Linked DNA regions of Zea mays: region 2 is linked to region 1. The links are chromatin contacts, called in public Hi-C maps. All regions are on one chromosome and are shown on one strand. The core of a region is the stretch at or near the end of the contact, and the rest is flanking DNA. Distances in the headings are between cores, read along the strand shown.

What was found. A called contact is a pair of places that touch in the nucleus more often than the background predicts.
Region 2: a contact with region 1 is called in a Hi-C map of ear, with 2.7 times the contacts expected there. The contact joins the promoter of LOC103634889 here to the promoter of LOC103634880 in region 1. A contact is called at or near these places in 5 of 25 Hi-C or Micro-C datasets (bundle sheath, ear, leaf and 1 more).

Annotation. Positions count from the first base shown.
Region 1 is chr8:19,395,562-19,399,694 of Zm-B73-REFERENCE-NAM-5.0, forward strand. LOC103634880 (Enhancer of polycomb-like transcription factor protein) reads left to right here and starts at 1,981. Exons shown (of 5, transcript XM_008657462.2): 1 at 1,981-2,454; 2 at 2,552-4,133. The coding sequence starts at 2,710.
Region 2 is chr8:19,584,631-19,588,946 of Zm-B73-REFERENCE-NAM-5.0, forward strand. LOC103634889 (DExH-box ATP-dependent RNA helicase DExH10) reads left to right here and starts at 2,321. Exons shown (of 17, transcript XM_008657468.3): 1 at 2,321-2,595; 2 at 2,698-3,717; 3 at 4,014-4,316. The coding sequence starts at 2,719.

The DNA of each region.
Region 1 (4,133 bases), core at 731-3,230:
CCTCTTCTTCTTCCCGTCCTTCTTCTTGTGACTTGAGCCAGAGTCAGTGGGCTTGTCGTCTCTTGGCTCGTTGAAGACGGATTCCTTCCCCTTATCGTTGACCACCATCCCCTTTCCCTTAGGATCCATCTCTTCGGGCGATTAGTCCCTTTCGTGAAGAGAACGACTCTGATACCAATTGAGAGCACCTAGAGGGGGGTGTGAATAGGTGATCCTGTAAAAACTTAAAACTTATAACCACAAAACTTGATCAAGTGTTAGCACAATAGAATCAAGTGGCTAAGAACCGAACTCTTGTGAAACACAATAGTCACAAAGAAAACAAGCACAAGAGACACGATGATTTATCCCGTGGTTCGGCCAAGTATAACACTTGCCTACTCCACGTTGTGGCGTCCCAATGGACGAGGGTTGCACTCAACCCCTTTCAAATTATCCAATGATCCACTTGAATACCATGGTTGTTTTCTTTCTTATACTCTTTCCCGTTTGCGAGGAATCTCCACAACTTGGAGTCTCTCGTCCTTACAACAAAGATCAAAGTGAAAGCACTAGAGTAAGGGAGGGAAGCAACACACACAAATCCGCAGCAATACGCACTCACACAGCCAAGACTTGAGCTCGAATGAATCGCAACAAGTTCACCACTAGAACAGAGCTCAAATCGCTAAGAATGTCAATCAAGTGCGCGAAGACGGAGTGTGGAAGATTAGAATGCTCAAAGTATGCTTGTGTTTCTCCTCCATGCGCCTAGGGGTCCCTTTTATAGCCCCAATGCAGCTAGGAGCCGTTAGAGGCATTCTTGGAAGGCAATTCTTGCCTTCTGTCGTGTGGCGCACCAGACAGTCCGGTGCACCACCGGACATTCACTGTTGCAGAATCTCCTTCCTAAAATGGCACAGCCGACCGTTGCAGAATTGTAGTCGTTGGCGTACCGGACACTGTCCGGTGCACACCGGACAGTCCGGTGCCCCCAGCCGATCGTTGGCTGGGGCCACGCGTCGCGCGCGGATTGCGCGGCCGACCGTTGCGCTGGCGGCCGTTGGCTCACCGAACAGTCCGGTGCACCACCGGACAGTCTTGTGAATTATAGTCGTACGCCGCCGACGAATTCTCGAGAGTGGCCAGTTCGGCAGAGCCAGCCTGGCGCACCGGACACTGTTCGGTGCACCACCGGACACTGTCCGGTGCACCCAGACTGAGCAGCAGTTGGCTGTACACAGCCAACTCTTTCCAATCCCTTTCTTTTCCTGATTCAACCACTTAGACAAATATATTAGTACACAAAAACCAATGTACTAAGTCTAGAATCATATCTTCTTGTTGATTTGCACTTCCTTCATCATTTGGCACATAATTACTCACTTTAATATGTGTTGTGCACTTAATCACCAAAATATGCTAGAAAATGGTCCAAGAGCACATTTCCATTTCAAGTGTTAGTTCTAAATTTATTAGAATATAGTCTGAACAAATTATAATTCTAATCAAATATCCAAAAATTTAATTTTAAGACGCATTGGAACATAAAATGATCGTTGAATCTTCGAGCTATAAATCGTACAAGTGACCATTCAACAAGTTATTATATTTTACGTTGTAAGTAAGGTTTAAATCTCTGAAAATATATATAGCTGTTACATTTCAGCTGCTATAGCCGGATATAATATTATTTAACTTTATTATTAATGATTTAACAGTTCGAAGATAGAGTACATTTGGTTCGTGTCTAAATACGCCATATTTTATATAAAATTAGTCGTTTAAATTAAAAAAAATAACTTTAGACAGAAAAATTATGTAAAATAACATAAATTAGGCAGGAAAACATGCCTCTAACTTATCGAGGCAATCGGACAAACAGACGTCGTACTAAAAATTGAAAAAAAAATCAAGAAAAGAACCAGTTTGCTTCGCTCACTCACTAGACGCGCCTCCAAGCCCGCCAAAACCCTGGAAGCGGTGACCTCTTATCATCTCCGTCCAATCGAGATCGGACGGTGCGGTTTCCCGCTCCTCCCGTACCCTTCACTTCCTCACTCTCCTCGCCAGTTAGTTGGCTGTACCCCACCATTCCCCGCTCTTAACCGGCAAACAAACAAAACGGAAAACAAGCCACGGAAAAAAGAGGAAAAAAAGCTCGAGAAGAGCAAACCCTAGGTTCCCGTGGCACCGACGAAATCCTAATTCGCCCGCATTGGATCGCCCAGGCAAGGGGCTTTTGGCACAGATCGGCGCTCCCCCGTCCTCGGATTCGATTCCTCTGCTCAATTTGGGGCCGATCCGTGGCTCGGACCTTCTCGCCGCTCGGCGACTCTCTCATCTTTTTTCCCCGATCCGTCTGTGAGACACTAAGCGCTTTGCCGCGGTCGCCCCTGCTGACGCCACCGGCACAAGGAGGCTTGTCGCCCACTCTGGTCCGCCACCGACGCTTGACGCCTCCAGGGCTTCAAGGTAAAACATTTTTTTTCAGTGCACAGATCTGCAATTTGTTTAATGTTTCGATAACAAATGGACTGTTGTGGCGATTGTGTATGAACTGATGGTGTAGGATTGCTGATGAGAGGATGATTGAAATTGTTTCTGTTAACTTGATTCAACTGAATCCGTATGCTCCACGCTTCCGCTCCTGATCTGGGGTCGGGACTCTATGTATGATGGGAGGTGAAATTCTGCAGAAATCTGTTCTCTTGACCTGTGGGCTCGTGAATGGAATCCAGTGGCGGTGATAAACCCACTGCAACAGATGCTACCGAATCAGTGGTGGGTTTAGATGGCGAGGAGACTTTGTCTGAGAGGGAATCTGTTGGAGCAAGACATGGCCCTGCCTTGTCTAATGGGGGTGGAAAGGAGGCTCCTTCGAGCAGTTCATCTGCAGGGAATAAGAGGAAGCACGGCATCTTGGGTTCTAATCAAATGGAACTCAATGAACCAGGGATGCCAAGTTCCAGCTCAGGTGATTCCACATGGAGTTTAGATAGTCTGGATGACCGTCACCAGATCTCATTGTTGAGAAGTAAGAATGAACACTCTGAACATTCAGTTACTTCAGCTGGAGTTACAGTGATCAGGCAGCCTCGTGGCGTCTTGAGGTTAAGGAAGCGGGATCAGAATGTCAGTACTGAGAGTTGGACTGGTGGTCATAATATTCCACAAGCTAATGGAGTTCCTAGGTCTTCCCAACTCCTGAGGCGGAACAAGAAGGGGAAATCAACTGTGTTCGAGCAGAATAGAATTGGTGGTGATGAACCTGTCAGTTGCTTGAGAACTGAGAATGGTACTTGTGATCAGGATACCGGCTCCAAGTTCTGTTCTGAAACTGAGTTCTCAGCTGAAAAGCTGTCACATCTTTCAGGTGAAGCCCCAAAAGCTGTTCATGTTGACAAGGGTGGGTGTGACCATGTCAAAGATGATGATGGTGTTAGTCTGGAAGAAAATGCTGCTATGATGCTTTGTTCTTTATCAGATAACATATGTGCTGGATCACCAAGGAAGGGAATGAAATCATCTGATACGTCATCAAAGAGATGTATTCCTCAGCATTCAAATCATTTTAAGAGTTCAAACAAAAAAATCAAGGATGTACCTAGTCCTGCTAGATTGCTGCGGAAGCGTGATGGTAAAGTTCCATTCAGGAAGCGTCGTCCGCGTCGGCATTTTTATGAAGTTAGCCCTAGCGACGTGGATCCATTTTGCATTGTAAAAGAGAGGATCAGAGTTTTTTGGCCTCTTGATGAGACTTGGTACTTTGGCTTGGTCAAGGAATATAATCCGGACACAAGGTTACATCATGTCAGGTATGATGATAAAGATGAAGAATGGATCAATCTTCAAAATGAGAGGATTAAACTCCTGTTCTTACCAGCGGAAGCTCGCAATAGATCTAAATGCACCAACTCAAGGTCAGTGTTTGACCTGAAGCATGAACAGGGTGACAGAGAAGACATGGATGGAAGCGAAGGCAATACAGAAAGTTCTGAGTCAGGTCCCATTGGCTCATGGTTAGCTCGATCAAACCAAGCAAAATCTGCTGCACTTTGTAACATCAGCAAGCAAGATCACAGTCATTCCAATATTGTTCCAATTTCATTTGACCAAAAGCAGTGCCGTGGTTCTGATGCTAAGGAGTCTAA
Region 2 (4,316 bases), core at 1,071-3,570, 190 kb after region 1:
CATGGTCGTCGCCAACGCCGGCGACTATCGGGTTGTTATGGGCACCGCATCCGACAACGGCGCTGTCACACCGTCCAGCTCATCATCCACCTGAAGCTCAACCTCCCACGTAAGTCACTACTGATCGGCCATGAATTCTTGTGCGCTGGGACGACGGCCGTTGCTGATGTCGTGTGAGTGTCCTCAAACAAGATTTATGTAGAGGAGTAACACATCCGGTGGTGCAACGGCTAGGTGTACTACCTCGCTGATGAGCCCAGGGTGCACTTCGTTTGGCAGCCCAGCCAAGAGTCATCGGTACTCGCCATGTCGTGCGCGTCCGACAGCAATGATCACTCGCCATCGTCGGGGTAGCTTTTGTGCCAGCCTGCCTTTAATTCTCTTCGCAAACACATACACTTGCTTTTTTGTTTAAGCAAATGTGTATGGCGGTGCGTACCTGATGGCTCACAATGTACGAGGGAACTTTTACCGGCAGGTCTGACACATGCTCTCTAATGATGAGACAATGCAAATTGTGGTATATATCGAAGTCTGCATGATACTGATAGTTGAAATGTAGTAGTGAAACAGCTAAATTAAAAAAACAAATTTATGTATGGCTATGGTTACAAATGGATTATGAAATATTTTTTTTATAACAATATAACACATATTTTGTATATAAGTTATTATGTTACTATATGTTTCCGTTGCAACGCACGAGTACTTACCAGTAATAAGTTAATAACTGCATATATAAATCCGCCTGAAATCCATGCTTGAAATCGTCGCTGGTGCGCGCGGCAACTAGATACATGGCGATGGTGGTGACGTGCACTTGTCGACGACCAAGCATGTTGCTCCACCGACCATCATGGTCTCTGCACGTACGTGCGCGACACGGCAAAGGGATGCGCGTGTAGCTCTAGTTGTTGCGCCACGAATGATCACGAGCGCGGACGCTTCATGTGGTTTTACTAGGCGTAGGAGCTAGCTAGCGGAGTACTCGTGAGGCTTGGGTTTTGTTTACAAATGACCTATTTATATTATTGATATTGCCCTCCACACACACACACACACAAAATGCTGGAGCACTTTTGCCGTGCAGAGCAGGAGCAAAAAGAACTGGCCGGTTCCAATCATCTCCTTCATTTCCACTGTTTTAGGTATGGTACAAATGACAACAAAACTACTACTGTAACAGTTTATAAAACATTTTCCCAAATGAACCTTGAGGAGGTATAGCTGCGCAGCCAGTCCACCCACATATAACGGGAAATCCGTTGTACAATGAATTTTTTCATGTAATCATCGTGCAACTAAACTACTAAATGCCGTGAAAAATCTCAAAAAAAAATATAGGTATACTTCGTTATTTATTCTATCAATATATCAAACTATTATATTAAGGGATGTAAAAAAAGAGAACATCTTGTCATTATCTCGAGTTCTTATTAGATAATTTGCTAACTCTTTTTTTATTTTAATATGACAGTGGCCTCAACTAAAATATTCTTCCTTCTAAAATTAGAATTGTTTAAAGATTTATTTGAGACCCGTCTCAAAAAAGAAGATTAAATGGTTTAACAACTTTATGTATTCAGAAAAAAATACCAGATGAGATTAATATGTATAAATTCATGGTCACTGACTTCGCATTTGCAAATGTTTTGAAGAAAATCTTAAGAAAACGTTTGTATGTAGTTTGTTTGTTAAGAATGTCTGTGTGAATTTTATAAGAAACATTATTAGCTCGGTTTTTAGCTGTCTCATGCCACTAAATTGGCCGGACCGAGTATGAAGCGATTTTAACCTTAGAAGAAGGGCTAGAACTAGGGTTATCTCAGGAGTTGGAACCTTGGAGTTTGGCTCTAATACCAGTAATTGCTCACTACATCTCGGTAACATCTCTGTTTTTTTTTGGCAAGTGCAGCTTCTCTGTTTATATCGGGTAAGACAAAAGAGAACGCCAAACAAAAGAGTATTAAAAGAAACATCAATCAAAAGATGATAACGTGGACGTGGATCTGGGCAGCAAATTGACGGGGTTTTTCCGCCTTTTTCGGTTACAAGTGGATTCAGTGAGGTTGGAGAAGATTAAGGGTCTGTTTGGTTTGTGGCTAAATGTTGCCTAAGGTTAGTCGTTCGAATTGAATAACTAACTTTAGGCAGAAAAGTTAGGTAAAGTGTGACAACTGAGGTAGTGAACCAAACAGGCCCTAAATCATCTTATAGTCAAAATTAAATTGGAGGGAGATTTAATCCCTTCGATCCATTTCAATCTTCTCGCAAGTGAACAAGCCCCACTGGGCTCCCTGTATCCAAAGGAGATTGGGCCGGTATCCCGACTGTGCTCGCTGTATCCAAAGGAGACCTGTTACCTGCAGCCTGCAAGCCCAGCCTTCCCTGCTTGGCTTGCATTCCGACCTGCTTGGCTTGGCTTGCATTCACAGTTGCACGCCGGCCGCCGCCAACCCCGCCCCCACGTCGCGCGCGCTGTCTCCCTCTCGCCTCTCTCGTGGAGACGACTGGGCGACAGCCGACAGCCGCTGTCGCCCAACGCAAGCTGCCCAGGTCTTCTTCGGGCTCTTCGCCGGCGACGAGCACAGCCAGGTACGCTCACCCCTTTGCCTTCCCTTCCCTGCGAAACCAAGCACCCAAACCTTGTATTCGCATCTGACCTAGTGACGCGTTTTGTTGGGCTATGTACCTTAGGTTTAGGTCGAGCAGGGGCCGATGGGGGAAGAGGCGGAGAGCAACTGCAAGCGCAAGGCGCCGGACTCGAGCGTGGAAGAGCAGCCGAGCCTCGCGCCGGCGCCGGCGCAGTCGCAGGCGGACCCGGCGGCCAAGCGCCCGAACATCTCCCGCTCTTGCGTCCACGAGGTAGCCGTCCCGAATGGGTACGAGTCGGTTAAGGACGAGGCGGTGCACGGGACGCTTGCCAGCCCGGCCTTCAATGGGGAGATGGCCAAGCAGTACCCGTTCAAGCTTGACCCCTTCCAGAGCGTATCCATCGCTTGCCTGGAGCGGAACGAGTCCGTGCTTGTCTCCGCGCACACTTCCGCGGGGAAGACCGTCGTTGCGGAGTACGCCATTGCCATGGCGTTCAGGGACAAGCAGAGGGTCATCTACACCTCCCCGCTCAAGGCCCTGAGCAACCAGAAGTACAGGGAGCTCAGTCAGGAGTTCACAGATGTCGGGCTGATGACTGGCGACGTCACGCTCCATCCGAACGCCACATGCCTGGTCATGACGACAGAGATCCTCAGGGCGATGCTCTACAGGGGCTCCGAGGTGATCAAGGAGGTTGCCTGGGTTATATTCGATGAGATACATTACATGAAGGATCGTGAGAGAGGGGTCGTGTGGGAGGAGAGCATCATTTTCTTGCCCCCTGCCATCAAGATGGTTTTCCTTTCGGCTACCATGTCGAATGCGACCGAATTTGCTGAATGGATATGCAGCCTGCACAAGCAGCCCTGTCATGTTGTGTATACGGACTTCAGGCCCACACCATTGCAGCACTATATGTTTCCAATAGGTGGTTCTGGTCTTTACCTTGTAGTAGATGAAAATGGCCAGTTTAGAGAAGATAACTTTGCGAAGCTACAAGACTCCTTTGCTAAGCCAAATAATCAACTGGATGGAAGGAAAGGTGGTGGACCTAAAGCGAGTGGCCGAATTGCAAAAGGTGGAAGCGCCTCTGGGAATTCTGACATATACAGAATTGTTAAGGTAGGCAGACACTTGCATTCTTCTGCGAATGATGTAATATATTCTTTGGCTTAGTGCGCTTTCTGAGTTTACCAGTTCATACTTTCATGAAACTCTCTAATGTAAAGTATTCTGTGTTAAAGGAGCCTTAAATTTGATATCTCACTAGTAAATATTTACTGTTCATTTATTAGAATATTATTTGAATTCTTCTGCTCACATGGTTGTCGATATATTATTTGTCTTTCAGTTGTTATCTTATTTGCAACGGCGGCACCCATATCCTTGCCTAATTTTGAGTGCATGTTAACTTTCAGATGATTATGGAGCGCAAGTTTCAACCAGTCATAATTTTCAGCTTTAGTAGAAGAGAATGTGAGCATCATGCCATGTCTATGTCAAAACTTGACTTCAGCACTGAAGAAGAAAAGGAATGCATTGAGCAGGTTTTCTGTAATGCTATTGGTTGTTTAGTGGAGGAAGACAGAAGTTTACCTGCTATAGAGTTGATGTTGCCACTTCTTAAACGAGGTATTGCAGTACACCATTCTGGACTACTTCCAATAATTAAGGAGCTAGTGGAATTGCTCTTTCAAGAAGGTCTTGTGAAAGCTCTCTTT